Regions from separate parts of the Gossypium hirsutum genome. Here region 2 is linked to region 1. Evidence: chromatin contacts called from public Hi-C data. All regions are on one chromosome and are shown on one strand. The core of a region is the stretch at or near the end of the contact, and the rest is flanking DNA. Distances in the headings are between cores, read along the strand shown.

Region 1 (4,653 bases), core at 1,249-3,748:
ATTATTTTTATTTAAATTTATTTCTTAAAATATATAAATATTAATACAACGTATAAATTATTTTAACATTTAAATGATTATTGAATCCGGTAATACAAAAACCTAACTTAAATAATATTAAAAAAATTGCGATTTGCGAATTGATTTCGATGTATATTTGAGCCAATTAAAAAAAAATGTTAATATGGGTTCCGAATATTTTTTATTATCTAATTAGCAATTGAATTTATATTCCGTCATGATTGTATTTTTGCATTAATATTTTTAATTTTATGTTGATGTGGTATTGATTGTCAATTCTATATTAAAATATGGCAACCTCTCAATATGACACGTAGTAAATATAAATTTAAAAATCTTTTAAAAATATAAATTAATTTTAAAAAGTATAATCTTTTTGAACAAGTTCGAGTACCAACTAGGTTCTTCTGGTCAAGTTTAGGGGGCAAACTACATGTTACCCCTTGAAAATTTAACGTTGTTAACACATTGGGACAATGTTTTTGATGAAACAAGTTCATGTATCAACTAAGTACAAAAAAATTAGGTATCAACAATATGCTTTTACTTTTAGGCAAGTTTAGGGGGGTAAAGTGTTACTTCTCTTTAGACTTATTTGTGGGTTGGGCTACCCACTCAGGTCTGCTCGAAATTTGGAAGATTTGGATAAAAATATTAATTATGTTTAAAATATGGATTACGCTCGAGTTTGAACATTTAAAGTTTGGGCCCGGCTCGACCTGACTCATTTTTAAATTTATAATATGTTATGTTATGTTATTTTTATGTATTATGTAATTTATAACATATAAAAAATAAATATATGCTAAATATATAATACTATTTTAATGTAAATATTAGAAAAATGTTAAGATGAATATATAAAAAAAATTAATAAATAAAAAATATAAAAATTCTTAAATATTGAATTAAAATAATATAAATATTTTTTAAAAAATAATATGGGCAAACTTAAGTTAACATTTTACAAATATGAATAGACTTGGTCAAAATTTTATGCTCATATTTCAAATCAAACTAAATTTAGACAAATATAAAATATATCAATATTATACTTAGATTTGATCTGAACCCAACTTCAACCCACCCATAAACAAGACTTCTATGTTACTTGATTGGCGTCCTCGTAACACTTTTAATTAAAAACTAGAATGTTTTTGCCGTTTAGATAGGCTTCAAAATTTTTTAATATAATTTTAATTATATTATAATTATTTATTTGATATTTATTGAAATTGTAGTATATATTTATTAAAGTAATTATGATCGAAATTTTTAATTAAAAATATTATTTTAAAAAATCATTTTTTATTAAATCAAAGGATAAATAATTGCTTTATGTATACAACCTTTTAATTCAAATTATGATTATAACCTCTTTACTATATTTAAATTTAATATTTAAGATTTATATTTTAATTTAATTTAATTTAGTTCTATTTTTAGTTACTTCAAATAATTAGTGCTCTTAATTATTTCGAGTAAAAATATCATTTCAAACTTAACATTATGTGTTAAAAATATGTACTTATCATATTGAAATAGATTTATTTTGTTTGTGTTAGAAAGGTGTTTTTAAAAAAATTCACGACATCATTTTAACCGTAATAATTAAGGATATTAACTATTTGAATCAATTAATGTCATTGATAAAGTAGATGATCTAATTATGTCAAATTAAAATATCAAGACTAAATGCTAAATATTAACATAGCAGAGGGCTCAATGCTGAAAATTTACCTCTATCCTCTAGCGGGAAAAAGGAAAGGATGTTAGACAGAAACGCTTGGGACCTACTTATATTTCAAGACTAAAAAGGACGCGTGTTATAATAAAAATGCTTGGGAGATTCTGTTTATAGAAGTAGTACAGTATCGATAACTAAAACAACACAAATGTATCTCGCATTCTCACCGACTTAAATCCAACTTTTAACATCACATTTATTAGTGGAGTAATTATGTTATCATAAGATAATTAAATTATTATTTCAAAATGTAATGAATTAATTATATTTGTTTTATAGGTAAATATCATCTGCACCACGGTCCACAGCATTGGTTAATATTTGCTTAATAAAAAACAGGACTTGCATATATACCAACATAATGATTTTGGGTCTGTAGTTCATCGATTGCTATTTGCTATGTGATTTAGTTAGCGATGATGGTTCCAATGAGTTGCTGTTTCTTGGCTTGTTAAGTGTGTAAGTGCACCAGATGGTGCATGCTGAAAGCAGAATGCCAGTCTAAGCAAATACATCCAAATATAAACGATAACATATATACGTCAAATGCTAAGAATCCACCACCCAGAAACTATTTGTGATTATATAATTAGATAGGATCTAGGTAAACAGGCAATAGGAAAAACCTCCCTTGCTATGGAGTCCAGGTGAACAAACCAAAGAATCTGATATATATATATATATTTATATATATACCCATCTTTCTCTTTAAATAAGATCATGCTGCTGCAATACTTAACCTAGTTAAGAGTTGCTCTTGATTTAAATTTTAGACACTTTAGTTTGGTTTCCATGGTAAAGAAGACTGTTTTGAAGGTTGATCTCTCAGGCGATAAAGGCAGGAAGAAGCTTCTTAAGGCAATCTCTGGAGTACAAGGTAGACACATGGCTAGAAACAGTACCATATTCCTCTTTGGCTTTGTAATAATTGATGGCAAATTTTGAAGCTGTATCCGAACATGTTTATCAAACATTAATATTTATGTACATATTGTTGAATTTATTGGTGTGCAGGGGTGGATAAGATAGAGGTGGATGCTGCCAAGGGAACTATATCAGTAACAGGCGATGCAGACCCATATGATATTATAGTTCGAACGAGAAAAGTAGGGAAATTTGTAGAGCTGGTGAGTGTAGGGCCTCCCCCAGCACCTCCAAAGGAACCCCAGAAGAAGCCGGAAGAGAAGAAGGCTGAGCCCAAGAAAGATGATAAGAAGACTGACCCAAATCCCCAATTCCACTATCCTGTAGTCTATATGGATAGATATAATGAGCCCAACGTTGGGTGCTCAATCATGTGATAATAATAATAGGTTGTATTTATGTTGATTGGGTTTTAGCTCGATTGATATAGACATTATTGTCAATGTAAGAAGATGTACGTTCAAGTGTGCTGAAGTGTATTATCCTTCTATTTATAGGTTGGGAAGGAACTAAGGATAGTTTTAAGCATTGGGTCAAAAAGAGTAGATATGATCAGAATATATAATGAGATTGTTTAAAAAAATAGTTTTATTTATTTTTATTTAAACTTGCTTTTCAAAACAAACTTTTATATATATATATTAAGTAGGAGATGGGATAACATGATTTGAATTATGACAAATAAGTGTTTAACAAAAATTTTAACCACCATCCCATAAGTTAAGACTAGAAGATCAAAGTTATTTGACAGTTACCTTAATTGCTTTTGCTATGAACAAAATGAGTATACGTGTCCATGGATTTTTTTCCCAATTTTTTACTTAACCTGTCCACTCAACTCGGATGTTTTCAATATTTATCAAAAATGTTGAAGTGTTTTCAAAATATATATTTGGATTGATACTTTACCATTTTTAAATAGAATAAATTAGAAAAATAATTATTTATATATTATTTAAATTATGTTTTGCTCATTAAACATTATTATGAAATAATCTATATAAATACACTAACAACCTAAATCTTGTGGTTTGTTATTTTTGCCATTGCAATTATTAGTAATCTTAGTTTTTTTTTAATATAAAAAGAAAAGGGAGAAGAAGAAAGGGGAGAAGAAGAAAAGAAAAATAAAAAAAGAAAAGTGTAGTGACTCTTTTTCGGCTAAAGTTCAAAAAGAAAAATTCAGCTTGAGGCTTTTCAAAATATGGAAATTTTTTATTTAAGAAAACATGGGAGATTTAAATTAAAGTAAGAGTCGTCGTCGATCTTTTTGGTTAGGTATAAGTGTCATGGGCTAGACCTTTCGTTTTGCAATCTACACGGCCTTAGGCGATTTCTTTGCTTCAAATGTGCCTAAGTCAGCCTAACGCTTTGAAAGTGAGGATTCCCACAGAATTCTTCTAAGGCACTGAATTATAGCGGAAGCAACTCAAACTGAAAGAGCAACGAATAACAGAAAAGCCAAAGAAAAATAGCACGCCAACTGTTTAAGTATATGCTCTCAAATATATTCAAACTATGAGTGACCTGATTACAAATGAAGGGGGAGACCTCTATTTATAGTTGAGTTACCCCAAATTCAATAGTACTACAGATCGATTTACATCAACTATTAAGATTAGTTCCCATCTACAATTAAAACTCTTAAGGGATTTATACTTTATACAATTTTATCCTTTTAGGATTTATGCTATTTACCTTAGTAACTCTAGTTTTACCGGAGTGTTTCGCTGGACCACCAAGACTTCAAGTAGATGTGCTTCTCCACAGGTTCCACGAATCGGGTCAATTCATGTGGGTCAAATGAGCCCTACTTAATAAGTTGACCTCTATAAGGCATTATGTGTGTAATGGTCACGAGCTTTAATCTGCTGCTTGTGACATTCTCCCCCACCCATTCTCGCGATGCCCTCGTCACGTCTTCAGAATGACACTTTTTTAACTCGTCTTGGAACAGTCTA
Region 2 (4,653 bases), core at 1,405-3,904, 190 kb before region 1:
AGACAAAAATATTTAAAATTGTTGTTTCGATTTAATCAAATTACATGCGAGAGAGCTATAATTAAAAACAATATGCTTGCAAGAGATTACTCTTGACTGGATACTGCGGTTTGCTTCGAACAGTTCATTTCTAGCATAGATAACCAGTGATTATTTATCTAATAATAAAATAAAGGAAGATCATGATGACGATAATGATCAAGCTTTTATAAGAGAAACAGTGACATTCACAAACTCATTCTTCTCCTTGGACACGCGATCAGAAATAATCTCTCTGTACCTACGGAAAACTTCATCGAGGATTCCTTCACCAAAGTGGCTGGCAAGCAGTGGCTCAGCCACAGCTCTTATGCACTTGGCGACGTTGTACCCACCATCTTTGAATGCATCAGATAAGTCAGTTTCATCCTGATAAGCATTCCAGTTCACTTCAGTTACTTCCAATCGATCGATGTTGAATGACCCTTCCTTTACAACCTCATATTTAACCTCTGCCGGAGATGGTGTGTACATAGGGATGTTAAAGGAGTTCAGTTTCTCTTCTTCTATCAGTCCCTGCATTTAACCATGATTTCTTTATGGTTTCTTCTGATTTAATTAATTACTAGTAATCAACTTTATATTTGCAGCAAACTAAACGTTAACAAAGTATTCTGTAGATTGTTGAACAATGACCGGTGATGAATCCGATAATAAATAGAAAGTGTAAGCTAAAATAGATTTCAATTTTATGGGCGCGTCAGTACTAGATTTTAAGTGCTGAAAATGACATAAGCCAAAATTAAGTATTTGCGCACGTGATATGTTTCAAATACTCGTGATTGTATCATGAATTACTTGAGGAGAAATATTAAGGGATAATAATTTATTTCATCCTCTAATTTTAAAGAAAAGTTATTTTAGTTTTTTATTTAATTTTTCATTTTTTTAGCTTTAAACTTGTGTTTTTGTCAAATTACTTCAAAATAAATAGAAAATTTAACATTTTTTTAACTTTATTGACGTGGCATACACGTTGATTACCACGTGAATGACACACCATCATTCAATTAATGTTTTTAAAATTTTAAAAATTCAATAAAAATTATTTTTATACTTAAAAATCATTAAAAATATATAAAAATTATTTTTAAAAATTTTAAAAATGTAATTAAATTCTGACATGTCATTTACATGGCAATCCACATGTATGTCACGTAATCAAAGTTAACAAGCGTTAACTTTTTTCAACTATTTTGAGGTGATTTGACAAAAAAATGCAAGTTTAAAGTTTAAAAGAGATGAAAAATTAAATGGAGAGTTAAAATGGTTTTTTTTTTGAAAAGTTAGAGGGCCAACAAAGTCATTTCACCAATTATTAATTCTATACCTCAACGAGCATATCACTAAGTGCAATGGCCAAAAGCTCCCAAAAGTAACAACACTCTTTGCTTGAAGGATCATCACTTCTTCTCCCTATAAGTGTCAAAACCATACGCCCTCCATCCACCAGTTCCTCTGATCTACACTTCAAAAACAAGGAAAAATTCTTTTGGAATTGCACATAATATGCCTTAAGCACGTCTGGTGGACTTGTGCTAGCCATGTAAATGTTCCGTTTATTACTTTCCAGCCCTTGAGGAACCTGGATCAAATCAAAATAGTTCACTCATAAATTAAAGGCTCTTTTCGATTCTAAAATGATTAATGATATATACACAATACAACATTAATATATAAACTAAACCTGGGATAGCCAGTGAAGACTATAGGAAGAGTGTACGAAATGAAGGCTGTTTTTCCTGAAAAGCCTTCCGTAGAAAGAACCAGGTACTCCCGTGAAAAAACATGGTCCGTTGCCGGGTCCAAGTTGCTTCCTCAGTTTGTTTTGGAAGTCGGACAAGGACCTGAAAATGGTGTTGAAATCATTCCCAGGAAGATCATTCAGAAACACTTGATACTCGGGGGATTTTTTGCCTATCTTTTGGCGAACACTATCCACCACTTTGAGAAGTTCAGATACCAAAAAGAAAGTGTTGGGTCCCGAAGAACAACCCAAATCTGCGATGGCTATTTCATCCGGATATTTGCTGCAATAAAGCTTAGTTATTGCGTCCTCTGTGATTGGCTTTGTCATGGTTATCACCTTTTGCTGTCCAAGATATTTCAGGTTAAAAAATCACAGCATACATACATACATACATACATACATACATACATACATACATACATACATACCTGAAGTAAAGAGTTCTTTGCATAACTGGTTTCTCCAACTCCGCCATTCATATGAAGAACTTGAACTACTTCCATCTCGATAAGTCTTTTATCTCTCTGTAATTACGATCTCTCGAAGCTTGTTATGGTGATCAAGAGACGTTGCGTGAGCCCCTATTTATAGATGATGTTTGTCTCAGCGGCTCCTTAATTTTAGCACATTTTCATGCATTCCCCTCTCTTGTTTTAACACATTCATTGCATTTATTTAATTTCGAACACGGTGTTTCTTTCTTTTTTTTTTTTCACATGTAAGTAAATCATTCCAAAGTTAGTGAAGGAAGATCCTTTACTGATTGCCACTGCATCCAGCTCAGCTACAAGCCAACAATCCTATTAGCAACGACCTCACTTTGTCCGTAGTCGGTACCCATCAAAATATGTTTACTAATATTCCTAAGAATTACACCATCACCATGTATTTTCCGTTAAAAACATTAGCCTGGCTTAAAGCAGTGTCACTCAGTAAAAAAATTCGAATTATTCAAATTGAATTAATTAATTTTTTTAAACTAAATTAAATTTTTAAATTCAAATAATTTAAATAATTTAAATAATTTAAATAAACCAAATATAAAATTTTTTTACTTACCTTCTTCCTACCCCTCAAATCATTTTACTTTCTCTCTCCCAAAATTTAAATAAACCTAGGCTTTTTTGGCCTAGACCGAATATGAAAAAAAAACTGCTATTTTTTTATTGCTTTCTTGCTATTTTTTTATTGTTTTCTTCGTATTTTCCTGGTTTTTTATTAATATTTTACTACTATTTCACTATTATGTTGCTACTATTTTATTGTTATTGTTTGAATATTATATAACTCTTATTTTATTGTTAATTTTGTTACTATTTTAGAGGCATTTGCTTGTTAAGTTGCACCTATCTTAGTGTTATTTAAGTATAAATATTGTTTTTAATTTATTTTTAATTTGTTAGGAAATAATTATTTTAATACTTTTAGTATTTTTGATATATTATATATATTTTAAAAAATTTATATAAAAAATTGATATGGTCAGGTCGGATCTAAGTTTTAACATTTTTATTCAGGTCGGGCTTAAATAAAATTTTAAACTCATTTTTGGGCTAGGCCCGAGCTTAGCAAACGGGCCTAAAATTTTGATTGGGCCTGGCCTGACTCGGCATATGGACATCTCTAGTTCTTTCTCTATTCTACATTTTAGCAATGGGCATCTCCTTTCCTCGTTTCCCATATGGAAGCTCTCCATTACTAATCTCCCTCATCTCCTCCATTTATGACTCCGCCCTATAAGGGTGAATTATTGTAAACCCCTACCGCCACCAAGTCCTCCTTGTTAAACACTAGTATCACCACAAACAGTTGCAATGTTTACTATGTTGGCACAATTCCAAATATTTACTAATTACCACAACTTTTATAAAAAAAATATATATAAGAAAAAATTTCCTAAATCAAATTGACCTTGCCCATGACCCAAAATAATAATAAAATTTAACAATATAATTGTTGTTATGACACATACAAAATTGCAATTAAATTTAATATTTTTGTCACATGGATTGATAAATCATTTTTTAATATATATCTAACAATCAAAAGTTATATATAGATTTTTAATTCACTAAAACTTTAACGTTGTACAATCTATATAATTAAGTAGAGTATGATATATTAATTAACAAATATAATTGGTATATACAATTAATTTAGTTCTTCATTAATACAAACATATCATTTCTCTCTATATCTATACATAGTAATATCTACCAGGAAAAAGGGAAAAAAAAATCTAAATTTTAAGTTCCACATTTTTTAATTTGTTTTAGTTTAAAACGTTTTTTAAGATATGAAAAAGGAAAAACTGTCCCATTAAATTTGTGGAGGATATCAGCTGTGATTTTAATGTTTGGGTCCTTCAACTTAGATTGCATGGACATAAATTTCAGGAAACGTGGTTGTCTTTCAGCCTCAGGATTTTTCTTCCATATCTAGTTTAACTTTTAAATTTTTTTAATAATTTCATTTTACGTTTTAATTATATTTATTTTTTTGACATAAGAATATCTAAAATTATATCTATAAATAAGAAGATAATATATTTCAATACATTCGAATATATGTCATCTTATATTGATAACACTAAATTAAGACTCTATCAATAACTTTTCAACTTTTAAATAAAAAGATATTTTTATTTTATATTAACAATAGCATGAATGCTTATCGAATTAGATCTAGTGAATAACCTCAAAATTTAAACTTGATTACGTAACACACTGTACGAAGGAATTTTGGAACAAAAATATAGCATGAAAACAGTAAGTAGAGGCATGATTGTAGCTTTTTTCCTAAGAGTAAAGTGTTCCCCATGATGAATAATACCCAAAATTTGAAAATTCAACGAATCTGAACAT

Evidence for each region. A called contact is a pair of places that touch in the nucleus more often than the background predicts.
Region 2: a Hi-C map of leaf shows a contact between it and region 1, with 3 times the contacts expected there. The contact joins the promoter of LOC107954540 here to the promoter of LOC107956718 in region 1. A contact is called at or near these places in 4 of 34 Hi-C or Micro-C datasets (callus and leaf).

Annotation. Positions count from the first base shown.
Region 1 is chrA12:14,758,014-14,762,666 of Gossypium_hirsutum_v2.1, reverse strand. LOC107956718 (heavy metal-associated isoprenylated plant protein 43) reads left to right here and starts at 2,498. Exons shown (of 2, transcript XM_016892274.2): 1 at 2,498-2,645; 2 at 2,783-3,249. The coding sequence starts at 2,561. The coding sequence ends at 3,069.
Region 2 is chrA12:14,945,876-14,950,528 of Gossypium_hirsutum_v2.1, reverse strand. LOC107954540 (S-adenosyl-L-methionine:benzoic acid/salicylic acid carboxyl methyltransferase 2) reads right to left here and starts at 2,654. Exons shown (of 4, transcript XM_016890130.2): 1 at 2,218-2,654; 2 at 1,727-2,131; 3 at 1,370-1,624; 4 at 10-555. The coding sequence starts at 2,292. The coding sequence ends at 199.